Linked DNA regions of Manis pentadactyla: region 2 is linked to region 1. Evidence: chromatin contacts called from public Hi-C data. All regions are on one chromosome and are shown on one strand. The core of a region is the stretch at or near the end of the contact, and the rest is flanking DNA. Distances in the headings are between cores, read along the strand shown. Region 1 holds the start of MAP9 (microtubule associated protein 9). Region 2 holds the start of ASIC5 (acid sensing ion channel subunit family member 5).

Region 1 (5,834 bases), core at 2,328-4,827:
AACTTTGTCTTTCTCTTCATCACTAACATCTGGAAAGAATGTCAGTTTCTTTCTGAGTCCCACTCCCTCATCTCCCATTCACCTCTAGACTTAATGCAATTTTTCCTCACCTTCCTTCTGATCTAGCTGAGTGCTTAAATGTTTAACTCTGGGGTAGGTGGGAGGGAAGTAGGTGATGGAAAGGATTTCTCGGAAGTGTAGTGCTGTATTGCTTGCAAATTTAAAATAATTCTATTATGACCGGTTTCAAGCTAGCAGCTCAATGTTGCTGAACTAAGAGTTGGGACTGGCTTTGTGCAATAGACCCCTGAGCAAGTAAGAGCCGGTCCCAGCTCACCTAAGAGACCCTCCAGGGAAACTGCCGTGCCTTCAGCACTGCACAGATCTTAGGGTATGGTGTACGCACTGACAGATGCAAACTTGTAGTTTCCATCCCAGCTGCTTAACTACTAGATAACACTGGCCGCTCCTTCACTGGTGCACCATTCTCCTCCATTTCTCGGGCAGTGCCATCCTGCTCTTTGCTTCCCAGAGCCCCTGCTCACCCCTGCCTGCTTGATGTTCCTCAGGGTTCCGCCCTCCGTCCCTTCTGCGCCCACCCTCATCCTACCAGCCTCACACCTACGCCTACCACTGCAGGCACTTCCAACTCAGTGAGCCCAAATCCGGCATCAGATTTTCCCTGCTTCCTTTTTTGCTTCCCCTACACACACGACTTTTGCTATGTTATCAATCGTATTATAGAAAGTACCTTGACACATATCCATTCTTTTCCATTTTCACTGCCTTTGCCTTCTTCCCTGTCTGGGTGGCATCTCTCCTGAGCTGCCTGGGTGACCCCTTCCATGGAGCCTTCTTCCAGCTCCTTTGGTCCTCAATTCATCCTTCAACTCATCACCAAAATGACCTTTTTAAATCACAGTCAAGTCATGACACTTCCTAGTTTCTCCCATTTTTCCTATGACCTAAAATATTAATTTGATAGCAATTACTTCAAGGCAATTCATTAATTATCCAGCCAATGCCTGGAAGACTAAGACCCCCACTAACCTTAGCTTTTAGCCCCAGAATAGGCCATGATTGTCCCAGTTTCCTCGCATTGTAGCAGGAACCAACAGAAATAAGACGTATTAACTATAATAAGATAGAATTACGTAAATACTTTCAGCTTTTCCCATTCTGAACAAGAAATTTGACTGAAAATGTTATGTACATGAGTAGAAAATATGGTATGGAGTTTGTATTAATTCCATATTGCTGCCATAGCAGATTACCACAAACTTGGTGCTTCAAATAAATTCCTTACTCCTCCTTATCTCCTAACCTCATTAGTCAATTCAAACTTACTTTGTCTGTGAAAACTTTGTAGAACCTCCAGGAAGAATTCTTTCCTCTCATGAAAGCTTCTTACTTTGTACTTCTATGGAGAAATCATCACGGTGATAGATAATCATGTGTTTACCAAGGTTTTCAGCTATCTCTAGCCTGTGGGATTTCTAAGGCAGGGACCTACTCTGGTTACACTTGAATTCACAAAGTCTGACCCAGAACATTATTGATACGTGTATGTATACTAAATGAATGAATGAATGAATGAATGAGTGAGTGAATGACTGTGTGAAGGCAAGGCTCAGAAATGAAAACTACATTAAACTCAAAAAAGTTTGCTTTGCAAATACTTCTGAGATCAAATATATATTAGAAAAATGAAAATGAAATAAAGAGGAAAATTTACATAAACTACTGAAATTTAGAGTGTTGCAGTGTTTTCACTTTTTTTTAATTGAGTACCTGTGGGCTTCTTTTGGAATGTTCCAAAAATTGTTTTCAGTTTAAAATGCAATTTGTTTACTCATGAGTTCATTTAACAATTATATGTGTATTGTAAACTATGCTGTAGATAAAATACTATTAATTCAAATATTATGTAATGCTTTAGTAGCATATTATACTGAAAATATTAGCAAATATATACTGCTGCTTAAAATAAGACAACAGTAGAAGGATATTGTGCTTTAACTCTTGTGGAGAAATTAACCTGAGTTATTGAGTTTACTATAGCTTTGTAAGATATAGCTTTATATCCTTTATTATTTTGTTTTAAGTTGAAAATAAAAATCTAGTGGGTTCTGTAGAAACCATAGGATATTTTCTGTAAGGCTCTTTAAATTAATTTTTTGTGTATTTTATTTTAAATCCCATCTAAATGAGAACTATATCAGATAAAAGGATTAAAAGTGAAGTATTCTGAATGAATGTAAATATTCAAACATGAACAAATTAATACTTCAAAGATAAGAAATGTGGATACTGTCTTCTCACTGTGTACACAGGTACCACATAGAATCATATCTGTTGATTAATAAATTACATGGATCAGAAACTGGTGAGAATGGAAAATACCTTACGCAGAGTCTCACTCAAAAACATTTGAAGCACCAAAATTAAGCAAATGTTGATCAAACTGACTTTTTCAAAAAAGGACAAGTTCAGCAAAACCCAAACACACTTCTTAAAAAGTTGCATTGCAAATGCCATTAAAAGCATAGGTTTGGGTAGGTTTGGGTGTTTTTACTAAATTTTGTATTTTTTATTATACATGTTTAGTTTTTTAATACATTATTAAATCTATATCTCATTGTGATTTGTTTATAAATAATTGTTGAATAAGTGAAAAATCATTAAATTTTAGGGATATGGGAAAAAATACCAGGTATAAGTTTAATTACTAGCCAATGAATTCATTTAAATGAATTTTTAATTTTAAATTTAACTAGGATTACACTTCTGTTAAATTAAAAATAGTAAAATCCATGTTATTTGAAAGCCTTTAAAGAAGTGTTTTTATATATATTTAAAGATTGTCTCTGCTAACTAGATGTTGGTTTTGTCAGCACGTTGTCCTCCAGTTTATTAGATCATCTTATTTGTTGACTGGCGATTTTAAGGGGACTATCAATTGCTTATAGAAAGGAGGAAACTTTACATTAAAGAAATACTTGGAATGGGTTTTTATCCTTAGAGACTGAGTGGCATAAAAACGTTATCTAATGTTGACTGAATGCAATCCCAGGCGCTCTTGCAAGTATTCCACCTGCATTATTTCAGTCAATACTTACAGCAACACTTTAAGGTAGCTATTATAATTATTATTATCTTTCCCCCCCCCCAGAAAATTAAACTGAGTCATTAAGACGTTAACTTGCGCATCAACCGGGTACAGGGAAGGGTGCCAGGATTCCCACGTGCAGTTTAACTCCTGGGCCTGGAAACGTCACTATTGTGCCATTCTTTTTGAACTATCAGTACCCTATTCTGTCAATACACTTCTCCGACTTACAGAACTTCACGTCCTAACTGGTAGAACAATGCACGTGCTGTGGCTCAAGCAGCAGGTCAAGACCCTCACTCCACCAGCAAGCGCCAGGCTCTCGACACCCGAGGGCGAGCTGGGAGGGTCCTGCCCCCCCAGCAACAGGGAAGCACCGGCGGCCGAGAACGCTCGCCTCTCCCAAGACACAGAGGTCTGACGTCATTTCCGTCGTCTGGGCGGTTGCCCCAGCGACGCGTCGGCGTCAAGGGCGACGTTCGGTACCCGAGATACCTGGCGATGGACAAGTCACTTCCTACCGGAGATGCTGTTTCCTAGCAACCGCCTCCCACCTCGGCCTTTTGTCCCTCCCCCTGGCTCGGGCCGGGCCTGGTCTCCGAAAGCCGGCAGGCCCGGCGGAGGCGAGAAGCTCCTCCCCGAAGCCAGCCTCTCAGTGGTGAGGCTGCGGGGAGACCGCCGCCGGAGAGGCTGGAGTGGGTAAGGGTCTCGGGACAGAGGGCGAGGAATGCGGCGGGGAGGGCTCTTGGGGACGCGGCCGTGGAAGTGCCGGACGCCAGGCGGGCGGCGCGGGCGGCGCGGGCTGGACCCGGGCGCCTCCTGGCCGGGCCCGGACTGCCCCCGGCGGGCGCCAGGCGGGCTGCGGGACGGCAGGGCCCGGCCTCGGCGCCCACCAGGGGAAACGTTTGCGGCGCCTCGTACAGTGATTGTAACGCAGCCCGTCGCTTAAGCTTCGTTCTGTTTCTCTAGCAATATTAACACTTGTGAGAAGGAAGAGCGGCGATTTGTAGTTTCGCGTTATGATCTTTATCTTTCAGTAGCTGTGTACACAAGCAATGCTTTTTTTGTGTATTTTTTCGTGGGGGGTTGATTTGGTTTGGTGTTGCTTAGTTGTATCTTTTATTCTGACAGCCCTCCTGGTAGACTTTTAAATAAGGTATGACCGTTTTGTAGGCAATGCTATTACAGTTTTCGGATCAAGTGAAAAATGAGGCGTTTTATTTTAATTGGCAACATCCTGTAGTAATATGTTTCAGTCATTTATTTGCTCATCCTTAAAATAATCGCAAAGCTATTTTAGGATAACCTTTTAATTTGACTTTGATAAGCTAGTTTTGAGAATTTTGTATTTGTTTACAGGAACTGTTTTCATATTTAAGTGAATATGTAGCTCAGTGTTCATGTAATGTTTTTCTTGTTTTCAGTTTATTCTCCATTTTTTTGTTTTTAAGCACTAAGGGTAGTAATGGAAGTTCTCAAGCATGCAAAACAGTCTTTTTTTTATTCTATATTTCAGCCATCATCTGAGGTTGAATTATTCCTGTTCTTAATTAGTCATTTTATAAAGCTAAAGAGTTTAAAAACCAACAACAAAAAACAAAAACACTATGTCCGACGAAGTTTTTAGCACAACTTTGGCATATACAAAGAGCCCAAAAGTCACTAAAAGGACCACTTTCCAGGTAAAGTACTTCAAAGCACTTTTATTTTGAATGATTTTGCAAGGTAAACACTGTGTTATTCGAATGTAGGATAGGAAATTATTCTAGGAACAATCCTATATAATGCAGGATTGTATGAACTTTGAATTTTCATAAAAATTTTTCTGTTGTTTTTCCTGTTGTACCTATCACATTAAGTTTTTTCTGTCTAGTCATTACAACTTTGATCTCAGCCTTTCAATTTATACTATTGATTACATTCATTACTAAAATATGCTAAAAGATCTTAAAAAGTATCAGCTATTTCCAAAATGCCAATTTATAATAAATCCTGTCTAGATTAAGTCCTCCCTTGTTTATTAAGCTCCAGTCCTAATTAGAGCTTGTAACTAATTTATTTGACAGTGTCTGTCTTTTCCAATTTTACTGTATGCTCCATGAGGAGAGGGATCTTGTCTGTGGTGCTCTGCCTTGAGTCTGAGGGCTTATAGACATGGTGGGCTTTCAGTGTATATTTGTTAGATGAATGAAACCCAAGTTTGAAAGCAGTTATTAAGCATTATTTGAGACCTCCAATATATCAAGACCTCCACATTTGGCTGGAAATTGATTTTAATTATTTCATTTTAGGATGAGCTAATAAAAGCAATCACAGCTCGCTCAGCCAAGCAAAGGAGTTCTGAATACTCAGATGACTTTGACAGTGATGAGATTGGTATGTGAGACTATGGAAAAGTAAACCACTTTTCTTCTTTTTAGTTACATTTAGCCCATCCCTCAAAAAATAAATCACTTATGTTACAATAATGCCTATGAATTTACTGGCTTTAGATTTCCAACTTTTGAATGAGTTAAAATACTCTTAGTTTTCAAGAAGTTGTATGATTGTTCTTGTTTCTAAATATGCATATGAAAATTTAGATTAACTGACAGTAGGTTTGCAGTTAAAGGATGCCTGTCAGTGATAAATCATATTGGGGCCAATCATATTGGGCTCAAGTTAAAAACTAGAGCCCATACAGATAAACTTTGAAACACATTGGAATCATTTTGTGATGCTTTTT
Region 2 (5,834 bases), core at 846-3,345, 440 kb before region 1:
CAAGGGTGGTGAATAATGATAACTCAGAACTCTCTAGGTCCTGACTGCATTTACTTACCACCTTTGTATTTGTGTGCATGTTGGGGAATGGTGATTGAAGGAATTTGAATCTCTTTTACCAAATGTACCTGCTCTGCAAATCAGCTGCAAGAAGGAGGGAGAGTAGGAGGAAGGAAAGCGGGAGCCTCCGTGTGCATTTTTCATGAGATAACGTAAAGAGTTCAAGTTGTACAGCAAAAAAGAAACAAGAGATTATGGGATGGGTTACTGGGCTTTGATTTCAAATGGAAGATGAAGGCAAATAGCAGGGATGTTTCTTCACTGGACAAAGATGGAATTCGAATTTACTCACAGTCGCTAATGGAGGAGTGAGAGTCGAGTAATTTTATGACTGAGGAGAGAAGAAGAAAAGGAAACAGTGTCGGTAAATTCATTTTAAAGTAGAAGAGAAATAAGAAAGTATCAGATCAGGGCAATCAAGAAGAAACATTCATCACTTTTAAATGTCACAGAAGAGAGGAAGGAACTAGTTTGAGCAAATAAAAACAAGAAGATACTTTCTTTTCTTTATTCTTTGTCAAATAAAGGGTGGGCAAGAAATGGAGAGATCTTGCCTGCCTTCTTGCCTTCTCTCTGGTTCACTCTTTTTCTCCCCCTGTAATGCACAAAGGCACAGTAGGGAAGTAACTAGAGGTTGTGGGCTAGAAGAAAGAGGAAGTGAAAACGTGAAATGAACTTTTTAAAGAAAATGTCTGATTATTCCTGAGCCTTGGTTAAATTGTGAAGCAGATAAAATAGAGCTTTGGAAGACCCTCTGTTTTTCTCTTCATTTTTCTTCCATGACTTGCGCCCTCTCCCTGCCTTCCTTGCTACTGTCCCGCCGCCTACTCTCTCGGTACTAGTCCCACTGCCTTAGTCTCGCCCCGGCTTGAGTCAGCTACTGTCTCTGCCCTTAGAAGTTCAAGCAGTGAATGACGGATTACTGGCCTACTTAGCACACTGATCTGTAACCTTATTCACCATAAGGCGCACTGTGGAAATACGTTAAGAAGAAGAAAGGAAAGCAGACAGCCAAGGGAAGGAAGGGTGGAGGGGTGAGTTAGTTAGCTGTCGTTCCTCTCAGGAGTACCTGAATTTTAAAAATCTTTAGCTGAAGTTGTAATTGTAATTTTTAACCCCAAAGAAGAGAGTTTTAATGGGGAAACTCATACATCATGACACTGACCCTCTTCCTGAAATCTTTAATTTGATAGTTGTGGAAGCTTTCCCAGAGCATCCATTTACCTCCCTTGAAACTTCTTAGCGCCTCCCCATAAGACTAATTTTAACCTATAGTACTAAGTTTCCAAGGAAATCTATGTAAAATATTATATCTAACCAAGTTAATGGTTAGTGGTTATGTAGTTATAAAATATTACCTTGGCAATTCTAAAATGCCCCAAGTAGACATACATGCAATTCCTCAGTTGTGTCAAGAGGTGGTGCTATTTATACACCCGAATGCACATTCACCAGTTTATTATTTTTTATAATAAATTCTAACAATTTCTCAAAAATGTTAATATGAACAAATAATTGGTCTTTGTGCTCTGTTGAATTTGTATGGCTTTCAGCAATCATTTCTTCTTGAGAAAATATTTTCTAGTGTTTTATTTTGTCACTATTTCTGTTTAAGACAGCTTAATCTATTACTAAGAAACTTCAACCAGTTCAATAACTTTATTCCCAAGATTTCATTCTAATTGCATTTCAATTTAAAGTGGTATAGAGAAAGAGGTAGAAATAAAAGCTAAGGAGAGCTCTCCAAGGGGAGTCATTTGAATATCACTAGCCTGGTCAGGAACAACTCCAAAACCACAGATATTTGTAAGTATTTTCCCTTTAATTCTGAGAAAATGGTTCCCTAATTCTATCTTTTGGTTTCACTCTATCCATAGCTTTCCATCAGTGCATAAATGCCCATAGCTGGTTCTGCCAGCATTTTTGCTTTGCAGATTATGTGTTTTATGAGGCAAAACATAGCAACACAAACATTTAAATTGCTCCCCACGTTTTACAACCTCAACTGTTGTATTTTATATAAAGGCCACAAAATGAATATGGTTATTGATGAAAATTCAATACACGCCAAGGCCTCCTGCCGCCTGACATTGCAAATGGAGCAGATTGAGAAATCACAAGCATATGCAAAGAAAGGTAAGGAGCAAAAGCGCAGAACACTTAACAATTTTCATTTCTAAAGGCTAGAAATTAGCAAAGGGAAAGGGGGATTATCTTTTTCTTTTGGGAAATTTGATTTCTAATATTACTTCGATAAAATATCAATAATACACCTGCTTAGGAAAAGGAGAATGTATATGAGGGATTTGAAAATAGCTGTAAAATATTACTATGGGCTAGAATCTGTTTTTTAGTTTTACTTTGTTTTGGTTTCTGTTTATCATGTGCCTACAAGTGATATTGTAAAATACAGCAAAACTTGTTTGACATTCCTCAAAATGTTTCTGTAAGGATCAGTATCAATGCAAGGGCCACCTGCCAAAATCACCCAGTATATACTCTATCAGGAAGGTAAGAAGTTTCCTGCTCTGCAGGCTGGTGGGCCCCTTAAGAAACCAATTTTAATCTTCCTCATAGTAGTACACCACCTTGTTTCTTCACTATTCATCTAAAATAATATTAGAAACAACCCCAACCCTTTGAAAACCCAAATGGCTCAGAAGACCCCAGTAAAGACGAAGGCTTTCAAAACGTAAATAGATCAACTTGAAACTTACATTTTTGGGTGTAATGCTTGTAACCAACAGTACTTTGTTTGGCCATTTACCAATTAGTAGTTTACTCTTCCCTTCGAACTGCTTAGGCATCTATACTAGAAGGCTGCCAGCTACCCAGAGGCTGAGGTCTCCTGTCAGAGTCAGTTCTTCATATGTGCTTGGAATGGATAAATAATTCAACCAAAAGCACTATTAAATTTATTTTGATGATGATTAATAATAATAGCTTTTCTTACATTTCTGATTTTGCCCTGGGACTGGGTTGGTTTGTCAATTTCTCTTTCTCTCTCTTTGCATGTGTATATATTATATGAATATGTACACACACACACACATATATATATAAAATAATGCCCCAATTTAATTCCATATTGAAAGTTATATGCAGGGTTTTTGTAAAATTTTATTCCAAATTCAAGCTTATCAGATTAATACACAATTTTCTGCTTAGTGTATAGTTTCTGTACAATAATAATAATAATATAATTTGTTATCATGTCCTAACACCTTGCAAATGAAATGGATTCCCTTAGAAAATGTTCATAGTTGCCTTTGATATATCATTATATACCCCATGACTTAAGCTTAGGTAATTGATTGGAGACTTATGAAGTAATAAATAATAATTTAATGATAAGTAACACTTGAAAGCTTTTAAAAGTAAATAAATGCTGATTAGCAGACAGAAAATATTTCTTGAATTGAAGCCAAGGATATAAAAGATAATTCACCCAATTATGAGTATTTTTTAGGCCATTAAGAACTTATTTCTTGCTCATTTCTTAAATGAGAATTTTAGACAGTGTTTAAAAATTCCCTGAATTTGTTACCATTTACCACATAATTACTAATTAGCAAGATAACAAAAATAACTAACACTAACTGAGTATGTATTATGGTCCAGGTAGTGTGCCCAGCCATTCCCAGGTATTAACTTATTTAATATTCACAACAAACTCTTGAGTCTGCTGCTTCCATTCGACAGGAGAGCAATAAAGTATTAGAAAGATTAAGAAACTTGGCTAAAGCAGCAGAGATTACAAGAGGCAAGGCCTAGACCAGAAGCCTGATCTCTCTGTTTCAAAGCCCACCTCATCCTTGGAACTGTATTACATCCTTCCCTGGGCACAGGAATTCTCCATGTCTTCTCTTACAGAAAAATGAAAACACATTAAACCAAAAGAAAATTCTGAATATGCTATATGTTGCCATAAAAATTTTAGGGTCCCCTTTACCAATCCTTATTAATAGTGATAAATATGATTTGGTTGATTACTGATAGTCTTAAGGGGATGAATACACATTTTAAGGAGGTAGAAAATAGACTACTTACCCAATAATGCAACTTTAAACATTCTGACTAAAGAACCAAATGAAATAGAAGAGTTGTGTACTGAAGCATAGAAAGCTATGGAAATTACATTCAGCCGTACAATACACCACCGTATGTCTGAGATTAATTGAAGAATCAAATCCTTTTTTAACCTCACTTGTGACACAGAAGAATCAGCCTAATCTTGTTTGTGACATCTAAGGGACTTTGTGATTCTTCAGCTAGAAGAAGTCATTTTAAATTAGAGTTAATATTTTATAGGTTATGAGTTGTGGTAAGCAACCCACTCAAGGTGCGTTGGTTTTGAAATTGAAAGTAACAGCATGTCAATCTTATGGCACTAATAGATTTGCATTAGCAAGAGGCATATTCTGAATATAATTAGCATATTCTTATTAGACCCATGCAGTCAACACTTCTATTTCTTGATACCTAAAAATACCGTGCAACTGCAGATTAACTTGGCTCCTTATGTATTACACATAAAAAGGGTAGCCTGTTCTAATTTATATATGCGTTGTGTTTTTCACAAATAGCATTAAGGTTTTTACCTCATTACTTTTTTGTTTGCTTATTTAATCATTTTATTAAAATGAAGGACTCTTGGAAAAGATAAAGCTCTGCCTTTCAAAGAAATCACTACCATCTCCCACTGACCGAGAGAAGTTTGACCATGACTTTGCCATCTCCACTTCCTTTCATGGCATACATAATATTGTTCGGAACCGGAGCAGAATTCGCAAGGTGATCTGGCTGGTGGTGGTCCTGGGCTCAGTCTCAGTAGTGATATGGCAGATCCATTGTCGCTTGGCTAACTACTTCACATGGCCGACCACAACAGCCGTAGAGGTTCAGTATGTGGAAAAGATCGAGTTCCCAGCTGTGACGTTTTGTAATTTAAACAGGTAAAAATTACTTCTAATAATATGTCTCTATAACTTTGCTATGTTTAACCTTTCTTGGATGACTGAAATAGTTTGGTTAAGTGATATTTAATATACATAAAGCTAGTGAAGTTTCAAAATTTTACTTAAAAACAGAAATTTAGGGGGTCAAAGAAGATTATTAATTTCTTAGTTTTCCTCCTTTTCTTCCTTTTATCCTTCCATAGTTACATGCTAGGCAACATACCAAACCCTGTTGTTGAATAGTAAAAGTATAATGTAAAAGTATAGATCCTTGCACTTAAAAAGTTTATCAATTAACTAAAAAGACAGAAGCCATAAACAATTCTAATGCAGTACATATGGTAATTTTACATTACACTAAAGGTATCTGCAAGGGCTCTGACTGCACAGAGGACAGGGGACAGTCTCTGTTGTATCATGGAAGTCTGAGTATTGAAGGATGACTAGGAAGTTTCTAGGTGGAGATGAGGAAAACCCAAGGGAACCACTGAGTAGAAGTGTGGGGACACAAAATGTCCTGATGTGCATATGATGAGCTATTTAATGTAACAGAGGCAGGGATAGCAGCATGGATGTGTGACCTGTGAAGTCCCACAGGGCTCTGAGCTCAGTGAAGCCTCACACTTGATTCAGTGCTCTACTGCCCTTGAGTCCCTAACTACTACTTCCAGAAACTGCAGTTCACTGGCTGTATACTGTTTCCTGTATGGAGGGCAGCTATTCCTCATGTGGTTTCTCAGGAAAAGCCTTGTAATTACTCCTTTATGGAGTGTGTGAAAAATCACATGTAGGATTTCAACTGGGAAGTGAAGGAAA

The links. Hi-C and Micro-C count contacts between places; a contact is called where the count stands out from the background.
Region 2: a Hi-C map of skin fibroblasts shows a contact between it and region 1, with 7 times the contacts expected there. The contact joins the promoter of ASIC5 here to the promoter of MAP9 in region 1. A contact is called at or near these places in 2 of 3 Hi-C or Micro-C datasets (fibroblasts and skin fibroblasts).

Annotation. Positions count from the first base shown.
Region 1 is chr1:26,617,393-26,623,226 of mManPen7.hap1, reverse strand. It overlaps MAP9 (microtubule associated protein 9), which reads left to right and starts at 3,577. Exons shown (of 14, transcript XM_057496930.1): 1 at 3,577-3,808; 2 at 4,626-4,791; 3 at 5,401-5,485. The coding sequence starts at 4,717. It overlaps LOC118913749 (a long non-coding RNA gene), which reads right to left and starts at 3,491. Exons shown (of 3, transcript XR_005025316.2): 1 at 3,341-3,491.
Region 2 is chr1:27,051,516-27,057,349 of mManPen7.hap1, reverse strand. It overlaps ASIC5 (acid sensing ion channel subunit family member 5), which reads left to right and starts at 2,095. Exons shown (of 10, transcript XM_036887879.2): 1 at 2,095-2,196; 2 at 4,709-5,015. The coding sequence starts at 2,100.